Linked DNA regions of Sus scrofa: region 2 is linked to region 1. Evidence: chromatin contacts called from public HiChIP or PLAC-seq data. All regions are on one chromosome and are shown on one strand. The core of a region is the stretch at or near the end of the contact, and the rest is flanking DNA. Distances in the headings are between cores, read along the strand shown. Region 1 holds the start of SETD6 (N-lysine methyltransferase SETD6). Region 2 holds the start of CNOT1 (CCR4-NOT transcription complex subunit 1).

Evidence for each region. HiChIP or PLAC-seq counts read pairs in DNA pulled down with a chosen protein or histone mark.
Region 2: a contact with region 1 is called in an H3K27ac HiChIP or PLAC-seq map of skeletal muscle. The contact joins the promoter of CNOT1 here to the promoter of SETD6 in region 1. A contact is called at or near these places in 1 of 5 promoter capture datasets (liver), 17 of 47 Hi-C or Micro-C datasets (alveolar macrophages, blood, embryonic fibroblasts and 8 more) and 2 of 2 datasets of contacts at active chromatin or transcription factors (alveolar macrophages and skeletal muscle).

The regions. Positions count from the first base shown.
Region 1 is chr6:20,261,770-20,268,688 of Sscrofa11.1, reverse strand. SETD6 (N-lysine methyltransferase SETD6) reads right to left here and starts at 2,149. Exons shown (of 11, transcript XM_003355790.5): 1 at 2,073-2,149; 2 at 1,808-1,856; 3 at 1,768-1,805; 4 at 1,617-1,677; 5 at 1,534-1,614; 6 at 1,313-1,454; 7 at 994-1,188; 8 at 748-865. The coding sequence starts at 2,099. It overlaps NDRG4 (protein NDRG4), which reads right to left. Exons shown (of 17, transcript XM_021093970.1): 16 at 6,038-6,076; 17 at 3,108-5,238. The coding sequence ends at 5,084.
Region 2 is chr6:20,369,428-20,376,471 of Sscrofa11.1, reverse strand. CNOT1 (CCR4-NOT transcription complex subunit 1) reads left to right here and starts at 4,172. Exons shown (of 49, transcript XM_021093957.1): 1 at 4,172-4,330.

The DNA of each region.
Region 1 (6,919 bases), core at 900-3,399:
CTGCATGTAGGTCACAGATGCAGCTCAAATCTGGCGTTGCTGTGGCTTGTGAAGGCCTGCAGCTCCAGTTCCACCCCTAGCCTGGGAACTTCCATATGCCTCAGGGCAGCCTTTAAAAAAAATTTTTTTTCCCCCAACACAAAGTACACACAGCAAGTGAAGACAAGGATTTAAAAATAACAGCTATTTCCTAATTTTTAATTCCTAAACTCAGATCTTTCATTAACTTTCCATTTAGCAGACAACTGATAGAAACACAGCCCTGGTGGAGGTTCCCTGTGGCATAGTGGGTTAATCTGGCCTTGTCACAGTGGCTAGGGTTGCATGCTATGGTGCAGATTTAATCCCTGGCCCAGAAAAAAATAAACACAGCCCTGATATCTTAAACTTCTGACTTAAAACACACCCTCTCTTCCTGAGAAGTACTGACACTAGCTGTTCCAGACTGCTGTCCAGAGGGCCTCAAAACAATCTTGGCTTACTGGCACTGCACAAAACAACCAGCATCAAATGATGGTGTATTGTTTATCAGAGGCTTAACCCCAACTGTCTTTGAGATGTTCTGTGTTCAGATGCTCTCAAAGTACACAGAGGAGGAGCTAATTTCACCTACCCATTTTTAGCATGAGAATGGAGCCCATTTAGTTTAGCTCAACTGCCAGGTCAGCATAAGCAGCACACTGGTTTTGCATCAAATGCCCAATCATCAATGCACGCAAGAACAAGAACTGGGAGGTATCCACTCACTGGAGAATACTCTAGATTGGCATTGTGATTGGCTAAGTGGTTTAGTATGTCTGCAGCAGGCACCATCAAAGGGGAGTTTGGTTCCTTTTCATCTTCTTCCTCCAGTGGTTCCTGAAAGCTGCCACAGAGAGAACTTTGCTAAAGCCCAGTGCAGGGGTGAGAGACCAGCTGGGGTTCACTGTTCTGTCCCCTCTCCTCCCTCAATAAAGTTCTAAAGTGGTTCTTTTCAAGGTTCTGCTCACTGACCTGTAGGCCATCACAAGAGCCACAAGCTGGTGGTAGAGTTCCAGAGAGCGAACCCTGGGGCTGAAAAGATCAGGGTGGGCTTCCATGAAGGGCAGCACGATGGAATAATACTCGCTGCGGATGTTGGCCAAGTCCTTCTCCACGGCCTCAGGTACGCCTGTGCCCTGCAGCAATCGCCGACGCTCCTCCTCTGGCCTGCAGTGACACCCCCACCCAGGTTCTTCATACACTAGCAGCTTGGGAACCTCGTTCCAAGGGCAGGGTGATTCCAGCCAGGTTACGGTTCTGGCGCTCCCCGGATCTCCCCTACGGCTCTCACCAGAACATGGGGTGCTCCAAGCGGCCCAGCTCGGGCCAGAGCGCAAAGTAGGGACTCCAGGGCGAGGCCGGGGCCTGCAGCTCATGGAGCAACGCCAGCAGCAGCGGCACCCAGCCCGACTGGCTCTGCAGCGCGCCTCGCTCTGAAGGAAACACAGAAATCAGGGCCCTGGCCGGCCCCTCTGGCCCGCCTCGGTGTCCTACCCAAGCCAGCGTGCCCACCTCGCTCCAGCAGGCCGCTGATGGAGCAGGTGTGCTGTGACAGAACTGCGGCCCGCGGCACCACGAACAGCAGCTCCCCGGCTGCACGCTCTCCCGGGCCACCATGCCGTAGCCGGCCACCGTGCCTTGCCGGCTCACCGCCACCTGAACAGGGGGAGCGACGGGTCAGAACTGGCCCGCGGCCCCGTCGCGCCCGCCTCCACCTCGCCACCCCCGCCCGCCCGCTCCACTCACCTTGGGGCTCAGCTCCAGGCCCACCCGCCGGCACCAATCAGGAAGCCGGCCACCGGGGCCGGGTCGTCGCCGCCTGCAGGCCCCGCCACCTGAGATAAGCAAGCGCAGTGGCGTGGACCGGCCAAGGAGAGCTCGCTGGGGGCAGAGGAGCCGGCGACGCGCGCGGAGGAAAGGGCTGGGGTTGGGGGAGGGGCTGCGGAGAGGCGGCAAAGGACCCGCCGCAGGGCGCGGAGCCGAGTCCGGGCCAGCGCTGCCGGCGAAGCGCGGTGAGGAAAGGTTGGCTCGCGCCCCCAGCCGCGACTTACCCGCCGGCGCTTCGCCCGAGTCGCCATGGTCCGCGAGCGCTCGCCCCAGCGACCCCTACACCCGCGCGGGCGCTTCCGGCGTACGGGGGGGAGGGGCAAGGAGGCCTTTCTGGGGCGGGGCCTATGTCTCCGCCCCTGGACCACGTGACGTTCGTCTCGGCTTCCAAGCAGAAGATGAATTAGGGTTTGCACCTGGTCACATCATTCCTGCTGAGAACGTCCTTGAGGCCAGGTGTCCCCAGTTGGGTTCAGAAAAAGTGCGGCCAGGTGCAGATAGATCTGTCCCCTTGCCGCCTTGAGACTGGTCTGAGCCAAGCACAACCCTTCCCCTTTTCGGTCTCTGAAAGCTGAGACGCTTCGGGGTAGAAGGCGGGTTTGAAGCGCAAAATCTGATTTCTGGATGAGACGCTAAAGCCTCGCGGCTGGCTGGCTGGCTGTGAGCGCACTCAGGTGGGCAGCCCCCTCCCTTCCTGATCTCTATGCATTTTTACTCAGTCCTTTTATTTGCTCAGTTAGAGCAGTTTGCACATGTGTTTCGGAGTGGTGTGGACAGGGCTCCCAGAGCTAGAATAGACCTACATAGCACATGGGGGGGATACTTTTATTTACATGCTTTTTTATAAACTCAATATCCATTTATTGGGTAAATGGCTGGGAGGATGAATCAGAAATGGTAAACATGGGGAAACAGCATGCCATTAAATTTTTTAAAATGGTGCAGCGAATATAGACGTTACAGGCCTCAGTTTTGAAGTCAAATAATGCCAAGGCCAACTCCCAGCTTGGCTTCTTATGAGGAGTAAATTCAGTTTTCTCAGCTGTGAAATGAAGATAATAATATCCTGTGGAATTAGTGCAGGGATTGGTAAAATAATGTGAAGAGATCTAGAAATACAGAGATGGTTGGGAAATGCCTGTCTTCCCTCTCTGAACGTTCCTCCCCACTTAAAACCCAAGAAGCACCAGCCTCATCAGCCTAAGATTCTGCCCACCTGGAAAGCTTCCCATGATGGGCACAGCATCACCATACTCAAATTCTTCTTAGTTTCTTTATTAGGTTTTCAGCACAGTTAACTCTTTCTATGTTGACAAGGGTTTTTGTTTTACATTTTGTCATCTCAAAGTCTCATGACATCAAGCCACCAGAAAACACAAAAGTAGGCTTTGTACAGAGAGGAAAATAATAAATTCCATTAAAATTTCACTTTGACCAAAGAAGAGACAACTTCCGATGGAAAACCACAGGCAGGAGGACTCAATATACATATGTATATATATATATAATGTATAGATATTTATAGATATCTCATCTGAAAGAACACAGAAAAAAAACAAAAAAAACAAAACCAAAACGAAACCCAAGATTCACAGCGCTATCTACATACAGTAAGAGGGATTAATTCTACCAGCTCTTCAAACTGTCACATTCGCTATTCAGAGGAAGCACGTGAGTGAATAGAACTGGGGACGCACTAACACTCCACTGGGCTCTAGAAGAGTCTAGAGTAATGGCTTAAGATTCTAGTAGGGGGTGATGTATGCAGAGGAAATGTGGATGCACGTGTCCCTCGGCTCCAGAGCACCCCCCATCCCCCCCCCCCCCACAGCCCTGCATTTTTAACTGCTCTCTCCTCTTCTTTTTACTCACTTTGGGGGTTGTGGCAATTGATTTAGGCCCAGAGACAAATGGTTTCTGGGCCAGGAGATTCTAAGTGAGTGAACGGGAAGAATATGGCCCGGCCCTGGGCATCAGGGGGCAGGAGGGGGCTGGGATGTGCGGGGAATCTGCCTGGCCCTTGTTCCCTTCAGGAAACTTCACCTCCCAGCCCAGGACCCATCTAGCCCCAGCCTTGAGACTACCCCGACCAGCTAGGATGGTGGTGTGAGACTGCCAAATCCCGCTCCCTCGGACCAGATTTCTCCAAAGGGACTCTCTCAGTGATGCCTGTGTGAAACACTGGCAGAGCTCAACCAGAACTCTCCCTAGAAACCCTTCCGGCATCCTTGGTCATGCTGCTACTGATTGAGTTGTCCTCTGTGAAACCTGGGGGCAAGAAGGGGGTCTATAGGAACTCTGAGCCACCACTGCCTGCCGGCTTCCAAAGGCAGTCACCATCCAGTTCTCCGAGATATTGTAGCCTTTAACCTCTGCCCTAGTCAGTGCCCCATGGACACAGGATCAGGGGACTTTCTGCCTCAGAGCCTTGGCTCAGAAATGGGACAGAGCCAGGAGGCAGCAGAGTGTGGGCTGGAAGGGAAGTCTGTGGAGTTCCTGCTCTCAAGGTCCTCCGTGTTCTGTCGTCCTTGGGCAAAGAAACTCCTTTCAGCCCCTGCCTGCCTGGTCTTACAGCAAGTACCAGGCCTGCCCAGAGAGCACCAGGAAAACTGCGGTCTGGTAGGAGCGCCCCCTTGCGGCTACTGTTCAAATGATTGTCACATGTGCCTGGAGGGTCTGGGGAGAAAGGCGCCTGCAGGGCTCCAGGGCTCCTGCCCTGGAGGGCTCCCGCTGCTGTCTCCTGGTTCTCATACCAGTGTCGGAGCTGGACCCCGTGCTCCTGCTGTCCCAGAACCCACCCCCTCAAAACCCTATCCCTTCTTCAAACCTCCCTTCCCAGGGAGTCAACCCATGCTTTCTTTAATCCAGAATATTACCCTGGATCCTGGCCAGAGAAGGACTCAAAGCCTCTCCTTAGCTAATCCCCTTCCTCCCAGGAACCCTGCCCTGACTGTGCCTGGGCCGTGGGGATGTGGGAGAGAGGGACTAAGTCAGCCAAGTTAACCAGGAGAGTGCAGGGGCAGGGTCGGGGGAGTGGGCCCCTCAAACCATCTGGAGACTGCTCTGCTGCAGCGTCTAAGCTGGAGCCCCTCATCTTTTTAAACAAAGGAGACGTAACCCTGTTTCCTCCCCTTCACCCTCACAAAAACAAAAGGGGAAATGAGCCATGTGAAGATGGCAGTGGAACATCAATGCGGGCGGGGAGCAGGGGGGCATCTTTGTGGGACCAGGGGCTTCAGCAGGACACCTCCATGGTGTGGTTGACCTGGCCCAGCCCCTCACTGCTCTCCGAGTGGGTGCAGGCCTGCGGGCGGCTGCCATCCACCGAGCTGGCACTGGTGAGGGATGCTGTGCGAGAGCGGGCAAGACGGGTCATGCTGGCCGAGGGCACTGTGGACAGAGAGGGCACCAGGATGAGGACCCGCGGGCGGGCCGGGCGCCAGCAGGTGAGAAAGGGATTCACGCAAGCAAAGCGGCCAGCGAGACCCGTTCTTTCCACCGAAGGCACAGAGGCCCCTCCCAAGCGGGGGTTCTACACCCGCTCCGTCAAGCCCGAGGCATGCAAGGCCAGCCTCGCGGGGAGTGAGCAGAGGGGCGGGGGCCGCAGGGGCCGCCTCACAACCGCTGGCCAGAGCTGTGGCCCAACCGGGTGCCCGGGTGTTGAGCTGGTGCAAGGATGGAATGTTCTTTCCAACTCCGCCCTCCCTCAAGAGGGATGACGGGCCTGGGGGACTAAGACCACGTCTGTAAAGAAGGGCAACGCGTGGGGGCCTCAGACGGCCCTAAATCCAGCTTCTGCCCTCACTCGGAGTTTCCCAAGTGAGACCTGCAGGGAGCGGATTCTACCTTCCTGACCTCAGCCAGCCACTCATCCAGCTCAGGCACGGCCCGGCCCTGACCCCGGGGGTGACACCTCTGAGAGCCCGAGCTCTGCCTCTGAGAGGTTCTGGTTCCAACGGGCTCTGGCAGCCACGGGGCCCGCGGCAGCCTGGAAGCAAGACTGATTTAAAACCCAGGCAGTCTAGAGCCCTCAGCGGGACAGAGCCCACAGAGGAGCAGGACACGGGACGTCTCCACGGCAAGATGCGGCCTGGCTGCAGCGCTGCACGAAGGAAGGAGCAGAGGGTACCGGGGTGAGGGGCGGGGCGGGGGTGTCCATGCATCAGGAGAAGGGGGGCTGTGGGGCTACCTGCTCCTCCACTCAGCCTTCGGTCCTTCAAGTATGCAACTAAGAGAGAAGACAGAGCCGGGGGCGGGGTGGGGGAGACAGAAGACGGGTGAAGAGGCGGTCCGGTGAGGCCAGGGCTTGAGACGGGCCAGGGAGGAGAGGAAGGCGCTGGGGGCTGGGGCAGGGCCAGGGCCTCAGGGAGCCCACTCCTGCCCACCTGCCCGGAGGGAACCACGGCACCGACTGATACCAGTCTGGCCCTAGAAGCCAGGAGAGCGGGGTGGGGCACACATCTTGCTCCTGCTTCTCCAGCCTGGGCTGCGGCCCTGGGGGGGCCTTTGGGGCCTTAACCTAGTCCCGCTGCCCTCCTCATTCCGCTGGGGCCCATCGGCAGAATGGGGGAGGCCTGCACGACCTCTCAAATCCCTCCCAGCTCTTGGGCTGCTTGCTGGTGTTTCTCCTGGGACCCTGAAACCAGGGTCCAGCCTGACAAGCACCACTTGTCCTCCTGTCCCACCAGTGTTCACCGAGTGCTCCCGGGCTCAGGGCCCAGCCTCGGAGCCCTGCGGGGGCTCAGTGTTGGTCTTGGCCTCTCTTTGCCATACTTCTCCACAGATAGGCTGGCACGGGGGTGGGGGAGTCTGTCCTGGCTGGGCTCCCAGCCTTCCCCTCACAGGCCCGTCCTCCCAAAGAGGCACAAGCTCCAGAGGCTGAAGTCTGGGGGGAGAAAACAAATTTCGGGAAGGGAGGCTGCCTCTAGCAGGAGAGCCAGGTATAAGGGGAGATGGACGGAATCAAGGAGCTATGTGTGTGTCACCAAGGGGACGTGGGTTGAAGGGACTCTCGAGCACAAGGGGAAGTTGGGGGCAGGCAGCGAGCCAGTTCCACCGCACGGCCCCCGTT
Region 2 (7,044 bases), core at 2,923-5,422, 110 kb before region 1:
GAGTTCGAAGGTGATTCAGTGACTCCTTTGTGAAGGTCTCTAGCAAACTAGTTTGTCTGGGCATGATTTCCAACTCTGTCTTTCAGTAAAATGAAAAGGTTTACAAGGTGATCCCACTAACCCTTCCAATTTGTAAACATGAGTTTCTCCTTCCTCGTAAGGATAGAAGCCCCCCCATCGTTCTTGACAACAGACAGGTGAAGGACTTTGATCTCCAGGATTTTTTTTTGGTAGTAATCCTGCAGGGACTAGACTAAGTCCCAAGGCAGGTCAGCTCCTAGGAGTGGTGTAGGTATAGCTGGGGGGATCCCATAGGGAGTGGTGCTGGCCGTGCACAGAAGGGTCTCCCAGAGCAGGCTCAGTATAAAAACAGGCTGAAGTGGGGAAAGACAAGTCAGCTTCTTTTTTTTTTTTCTTTTTAGGACCACCCCGCGGTGTATGGAAGTTCCTGGTCTAGGCATCAAATCAGAATTATAGCTGCCAGCCTACACCACAGCCACAGCAACTTGGAATCTTAGCTGCGTCTGTGACCCACATAGCTCAGAGCAACTCTGGATCCTTAACCCACTGAGTGAGGCCAGGGATCAAACCTGTATACTCAAGGATACTAGACAGATACGTTTCCGAAGCGCCACCATAGGAACTCCTATTTGTTTTTTTTTTTTTTTTTTTTTTTTGAGACAAGTCAGCTTTATTTCAATTTAGGAGATTATGTTTCTGACATGAACTAGTTGTACTATTACAAAATTGATCTTAGATAGTTGACCCCATGGGTGTTATTTTGTCTCTTTTTATTTATTATTATTATTTTTTCTGTCTTTTTCTAGGACCGCTCCTGTGGCATATGGAGGTTCCCAGGCTAGGGATCGAATCAGAGCTGTAGCCGCTAGCCTATGCCAGAGCCACAGCAACGTGGGACCCGAGCCACTTCTGGGACCTACACCACAGTTCATGGCAATGCCACATCCTTAACCCACTGTGCAAGGCCAGGGATCGAACCTGCAACTTCGCAGTTCCTAGTCGGATTCATTAACCACTGAGCCACGACGGGAACTCCCTCTTTTTAATTTTAAAATTAATTATTATTATTTTTTGCTGCATCCTCGGCATGCAGAAGTTCCCAGGCCAGGGATCAAACCCACACCACGGGAGCAACCTGAGCTGCTGCAGTGACAATACCAGATCCTTAACCTGCTGGGCCACAGTGGGAACTCCTGTCTCTTTTTACTTTTTTAACTTTTTAAATTTTTTTTTTTGCTTTTTAGGGCTGCACCCACAGCATATGGAGGTTGCCAGGCTAGAGGTCAAATCGGAGCTACAGCTGCCAGCCTATGCCACAGATCTGAACCACACCTTTGACCTACACCATAGCTCATGGCAACACCAGATCGTTAACCCACTGAGTGAGGCCAGGGATCAAACCCGCAACCTCATGGTTCCTAGTTGGATTCATTTCCGTTGCACCATGATGGGCACTCCCCTCCTGTCTCTTTAAAAAAAATTTTTTTACCTTAACTTATACAAATAAAACATGAATACATCGTCTTTCCAAAACGTTTAAATAGTTCAGTAATACAGGAAACAAAAAGTAAAAGCTCCCTTTACCCTTCCTCATTCTTTTCCCATTCCCAGTGACAACCATCTTTGTCAATGAGCAACCCAATTGAAAAATGGGCAGAAGGCCTAAATAGACATTTCTCTGAAGATACACAGATGGTCAATAGGCATATGAAAAGGTACTCATCATTGCTAATTATTAGAGAAATGCAAATAAAATTACAATGAGATCCTACCTCACACCTGTTCGAATGGTCATCATCAAAAAGTCTACAAACAATAAATGCTGCAGAGCATGTGGAGAAAAGGGAACCCCCATACATTCCTGGTGGGAATGTAAATTGGTGCAGCCACTATGGAAAGCAATATAGCAGTTCCTCAAAAAACCAAAAATAGGGAGTTTCCACTGTGGCTCAAGGGGTTAACCCGACTAGTATCTGTAAGGATGCAGGTTTGATCCCTGGCCTCGATCACTGGGTTAAGGATCCACTATTGCTGTGAACTGTGGTGTAAGTTGCAGATGAGGCTCAGATTCTACATTGCTGTGGCTGTGGCTGTGGCCGGCAGCTGCAGCTCCAATTTCACCCCTAGCCTGGGAACTTCCATATGCCTTGGGTTAGGCCCTAAATAGCAAAAAAAAAAAAAAAAAAAAAAAAAAGACCTACTGTAGCAATTCTTGCCACTGTTTTATGTGGGGTTCCTGAGTATCCCATGGTTTGTTTGAAAGTCCCATAGAGACTTTCAGTAAAGGTTGCTGAGAGAGTTGGCCTCCAGGGGAGTTTCCGTCGAGGCGCAGCAGAAATGAATCGGACTAGGAACCATGAGGTTGCGGATTTGATCCCTGGCCTCGCTCAGTGAGTTAAGGATCTGGAGTTGCTGTGGCTGTGGTGTAGGCTGGCGGCTACAGCTCCGATTCCACCCGGGCCTGGGAACCTCCATGGGCCGTGGGTGGGGCCCTAAAAAGCAAAAAAAAGAAAAAAAAAAAGAGTTGGAATCAACCAAGGAATCAACCAAGGAATGGGCAGGTGGCAAAAAATATTTAGGAAATTATGGTAAGTGAAATTAGCCAGTCACAAAAAGACAAAATCTGCATGAATCCACTTATGTGAGACATGTAAAGTAGTCAAAATCTTAGAAGGGTAGTTTTCAAGCACTGGAGGAAGGAAATGAGTTGTTTGATGGGTATAGAGTTTCAGTTTTGCAAGATGAAAAAGTTTTTCTAGAGATCTGCTGCACGACATGCATATAGTTAACAGTACTATATGGTAACTTAAAAATGGCTACGATGGTAAATTTTATGTTGTGTTTTTTGTTTGTTTTGTTTTGGCTGAGCCCATGGCATGTGGACGTTCCCAAGATGGGACCTGTGCTGCACTTGTGACCTGCCCCACAGCAACGATGGATCCTTAACCTGCTGCTCCACATCAGGAAGTTATATGTTATATGTTTTTACCACATCCTCCTCCCCCCACGTGTAAGTTCTTGGGGCAGGATTCCACAGCCAGAGAAGCAGAGCAGTGACAAGAGAGCCTTAACCCGCCTTACATAATTTTTTTTAAAGAGACATATGGCTAGCAAACAAGAAACTTAGTGTTGCCTCAGGACAGCAGAGATTAGGATCGTTTTTCTCCAAAAGGTAAAAGATCCAACACTTTCTTCCCAATCTTCCCACCCTTCTGGGAACAGATGACCTCCAAATCTTTAAAAAGATATGTTCCCATGCTTTTTATTCCCAGAGCAAAAGGCATAAATATTCTTTTTTATCCACCTCCAGGGAGTGAGCCAAAAAGAGGACCTGAGCCTGAGCTTCCCACCTCTTTCTAAGGAGTCCCTTCCTCAATAGGCAGAACGAGAAAGGAAAGTTCTCTCCAGTAAAGTTAGGCAGGCTAGGACCAAATGGGAGCCTGGAAGACTACGTTCTCCAGCATGCATTGCTGCCCCTAGAGCGCATTCAGTGACTGAAGAATACGCACTACTTTTGCGACAGGGATGGGGTTGGGTGAACTACAGATCCCAGGATGCAAGGGCTACCACTCCAGTAACAGCCTGGCTTGCTTTCTGGAGCTGGCGTTCCCCGCCAAAGGGATACGCGGTTTGGGGAATGTTTGAGATTGGGAAGCCCCGTGGTCTATCGGATTTGACACTTCGAAAGAGGAAGGAGAATACGGGAAGGCTGCTTTTCACTGTAACTCAAAGTTGTTCCCGGGCAGGATAACAAGGGTTTAAGGGCCCCCCCCTCCTTTATTTATGGTTTCTCATAGCCAATGTCAGACACCCATTGGTGGAGGACTTCGAGGGCAGGTGGGAAGTCCGAGCAGCCCTACATCGAAGTTATCTGTCTCTCCTTATTGGTCTTCAACTCGAGCGCAGGCGCGAGGGCTCCGATTCCGGTCCCTGGGGACTGGTGAGCGGCAATTGGCCAAAGCCCGCGAAGTAGGAGTCTGGATTGGTAGTTGCTAGCAGGATCCTGGTTTCTTCCTTGACTTCTGCAAGTGATAGAGTGTGATTGGTTTAAATCCGCGGGCACCCGTCGGTGATTGGGTGGAAGCCACAGGCGGAGTACGGCCATTGGCTGGTGCTGGGGCCATCCCTCCTCGGGCGGGCAGCGAATGATGAAATGGGAACGGGGAGGGGAAAGGCCGCGACGTGAGCGCGCGACCTCCGGCGCCATTTTGTAGAGAAACAAGCGGAGTTAACCGAAGAGAGGGTCGAGGAGAGCCGGAGTCGAGGACCCAGGAGTTTCCTGTGTCCAGCGCTGCCGGAGCCGCCCGAGGTGAGGTGGGCTGGGGTCAGGTGCTGAGGCCGGCTGACGGTGTCAGCTACGGAACGCGGGTGCCGGTGCGGGAAGGAACCGAGGTGGTCCCGGGGCCATTGGGAACGTTTCCCGGCGCTCCGCGGAGTGAGGGGCAGTCGGACGGGGAAGTGGCGAGGCGGGAGAGGGCGGACTCTCTCCTCTTCGCTCGCGAGTCTTCGGGCTCTGAAGAGAAGCGGCCGAAGTGAAGGCTCCACGAAGCGGAAGGCAGAGCGCGGGATGAGTCTCGGGATGGCCCCCGGCCCGGGCCTGGAAGCTCTGAGGGTGGCGGTGGCGGCATTTGGGGCGGCTGGGCCTCGCCTCGCGCGGGCTGCCCCCTTCGCAGACCCCACGAGCTCCTCAACTGCCGGATGAGTGCAGTGGGCATGGGCGTAGGAGGCCTAGCCCCGGGGGCGAGGGGAGCGTGTTCCGAGTAGTTGCAGACTCCCAGTTCCTGTTGTTGGACCCGGAGCTGCCAATCCTCCTCCCCCCGCCCCCAGCACGTTGTCAAACCCCGAGTGTTTTCGGGTGTCCGCCGGTGGGAGGGGCGGGCGGGAGCGAGGCACTTCCTTATTACTTCTTGCCACAGGTTTTGTTCCATTCGCGCGCCCGGGCGCTCTCACACTCGCTCCGAAGTCGGCCCCCATCCACCTGGCCCAGTGTCTGTGCTAAGTGGCGTTTCTGCTCACCCATGGAAAGTGTCCTCCTGGTGAGCAGAGCACATGGAGGCTTCAGTGCTGGGGAGAGATTTTCTGCGGATCTTGTAGGGGTTACATAAGGCCAAACGCACAGATACTCCGTTTCAGTAACCCCCACCCCTGCAGGTTTCACCCCACCGGGCTCCTACAGATGAGCATCCCCACTAGGACTGCGCTTTAATGCTTCCTCTCTGTGGGTTTGGAAATGTTGTGTTTAAAGTAAACTTTGAGAAGAAAACTTTTGCTCTGAAGTCACTCAAAGGCCCTAATTTTTAGGATTCTGAGAACGTCTTTTTGTTGGTGGTAACACAGTTTTCTTTCCTTATTTCTCTACGTTCTGTTGCCATGAGGTTAACAACTAATTGATTGAGTCTCACTGATTACTTTTTGGGGAAAAATTCTGAACATTTCCCTCATGACAGTCCATTTGATAGGAACAGGTTCACATGGATGAAAAAGTGGACAAATAAAAAACTGGGAAGTAGGTCAATCAGATCAGGAACAAACTTGTTTTTGTAGAGGTATTTGGGTTTAAAATGCCAAGAATGGTAGCATAGTATTTTAGCTGTTAATAAGATGAATGGTAACAGTTTAAATAATCCTGTTTCGCTGCAAGTTGTTACCTTGTCTAAGGAGAAAATGATCTGATGATACATAAAGTTTTAGGCATCTAACTGGGCTTTGACTGAAATGGTCATACGATGAAACATGTTTGGAGAGTTGGTCCCTTTTCAACAAGTTGGGGTCCCAAGTCCTTCTGTGGAAACTTAAGTGTAGAATCAAGGCACAAAGATTCGACCACCAATAAATGAAAGTATTTCCCTTTCTTGCCGAAGATTATCATCTTAGAAGTTTTAAGGCAGAGTTTTGTGGCATGATAGTGGAACGGAACTGAAATGTCTTTGGTTCCCATTTCACTTGAATGGATCTGTGGCGTAGCTTTTTTCTTTGAGTCTCTAATATTTCTACTGGGGTTTTAAATCCCAGTCTCTTTAATATGGCCCTTGTCAGGCTAAGTGCTGTGGCTAACTTTGGGTTAAATCATTTAAAAAAAGTAAAAAACAGGAGTTCCTATTGTGGCTCAGAGGGTTAAAAACCCTACTAGTATCTGTGAGGATACAGGTGCAGTCTGGCCTTGATCAGTGGGTTAAGGATCCAGTGTTGGTGTGAGCTCTGCTCTAGGTTAGAGACACGGCTTGGATCCTGCACTGCTGTGGCTGTGGTGTAGGCTGGCAGCTGCAGCTCATATTTGACCTGGGAACTTCCATATGCTACAGGTGTAGCTCTAAAAATAAAGGTGGGGGGCAAAAACAACTGTGTGAGCACAGAAGAGGAAAAGCTTGCTATTTCTTGATAACATGCTTAAAGTATAATTTTTTTTTTTTTTTTGTCTTTTTGCCATTTCTTGGGCTGCTCCCGCAGCATATGGAGGGTCCCAGGCTAGGGGTCTAATTGGAGCTGTAGCTACATGCCTATGCCAGAGCCACAGCAACGCAGGACCAGAGCCGAGTCTGCAACCTACACCACAGCTCATGGCAACGCCGGATCGTTAACCCACTGAGCAAGGGCAGGGATCGAACCTGCAACCCCATGGTTCCTAGTTGGATTCCTTAACCACTTAGCCACGATGGGAACTCCTTAAAGTATAATTTTAAATGATCCTTCCATGTTGCTTTTTCCAAATGTATTTTTGGTTGGATTCTGATTTAGTTATGAAAAGCTTTTTAACCAGCTAAAATTTATGAACTTGAATCTTTATTTCATTCTACAGGTGTAGCACATCTTTGGTACTCAATGCCATGGAAGAGAATTTGTCCACAATGATTTTGATTGGGTACTCAGATTTTGATTGGATACTCAGATATTTCAAGACACTAATATTTTGTAAGATGTTTATGCTTCTTGAATGAACAAAAATAGTACTGCCATTTTGAAATGCTATATTTTATGAACTTTTTTTTTTGTAGAAGAACAAAATTAACTTTTAAGTAAAAAATG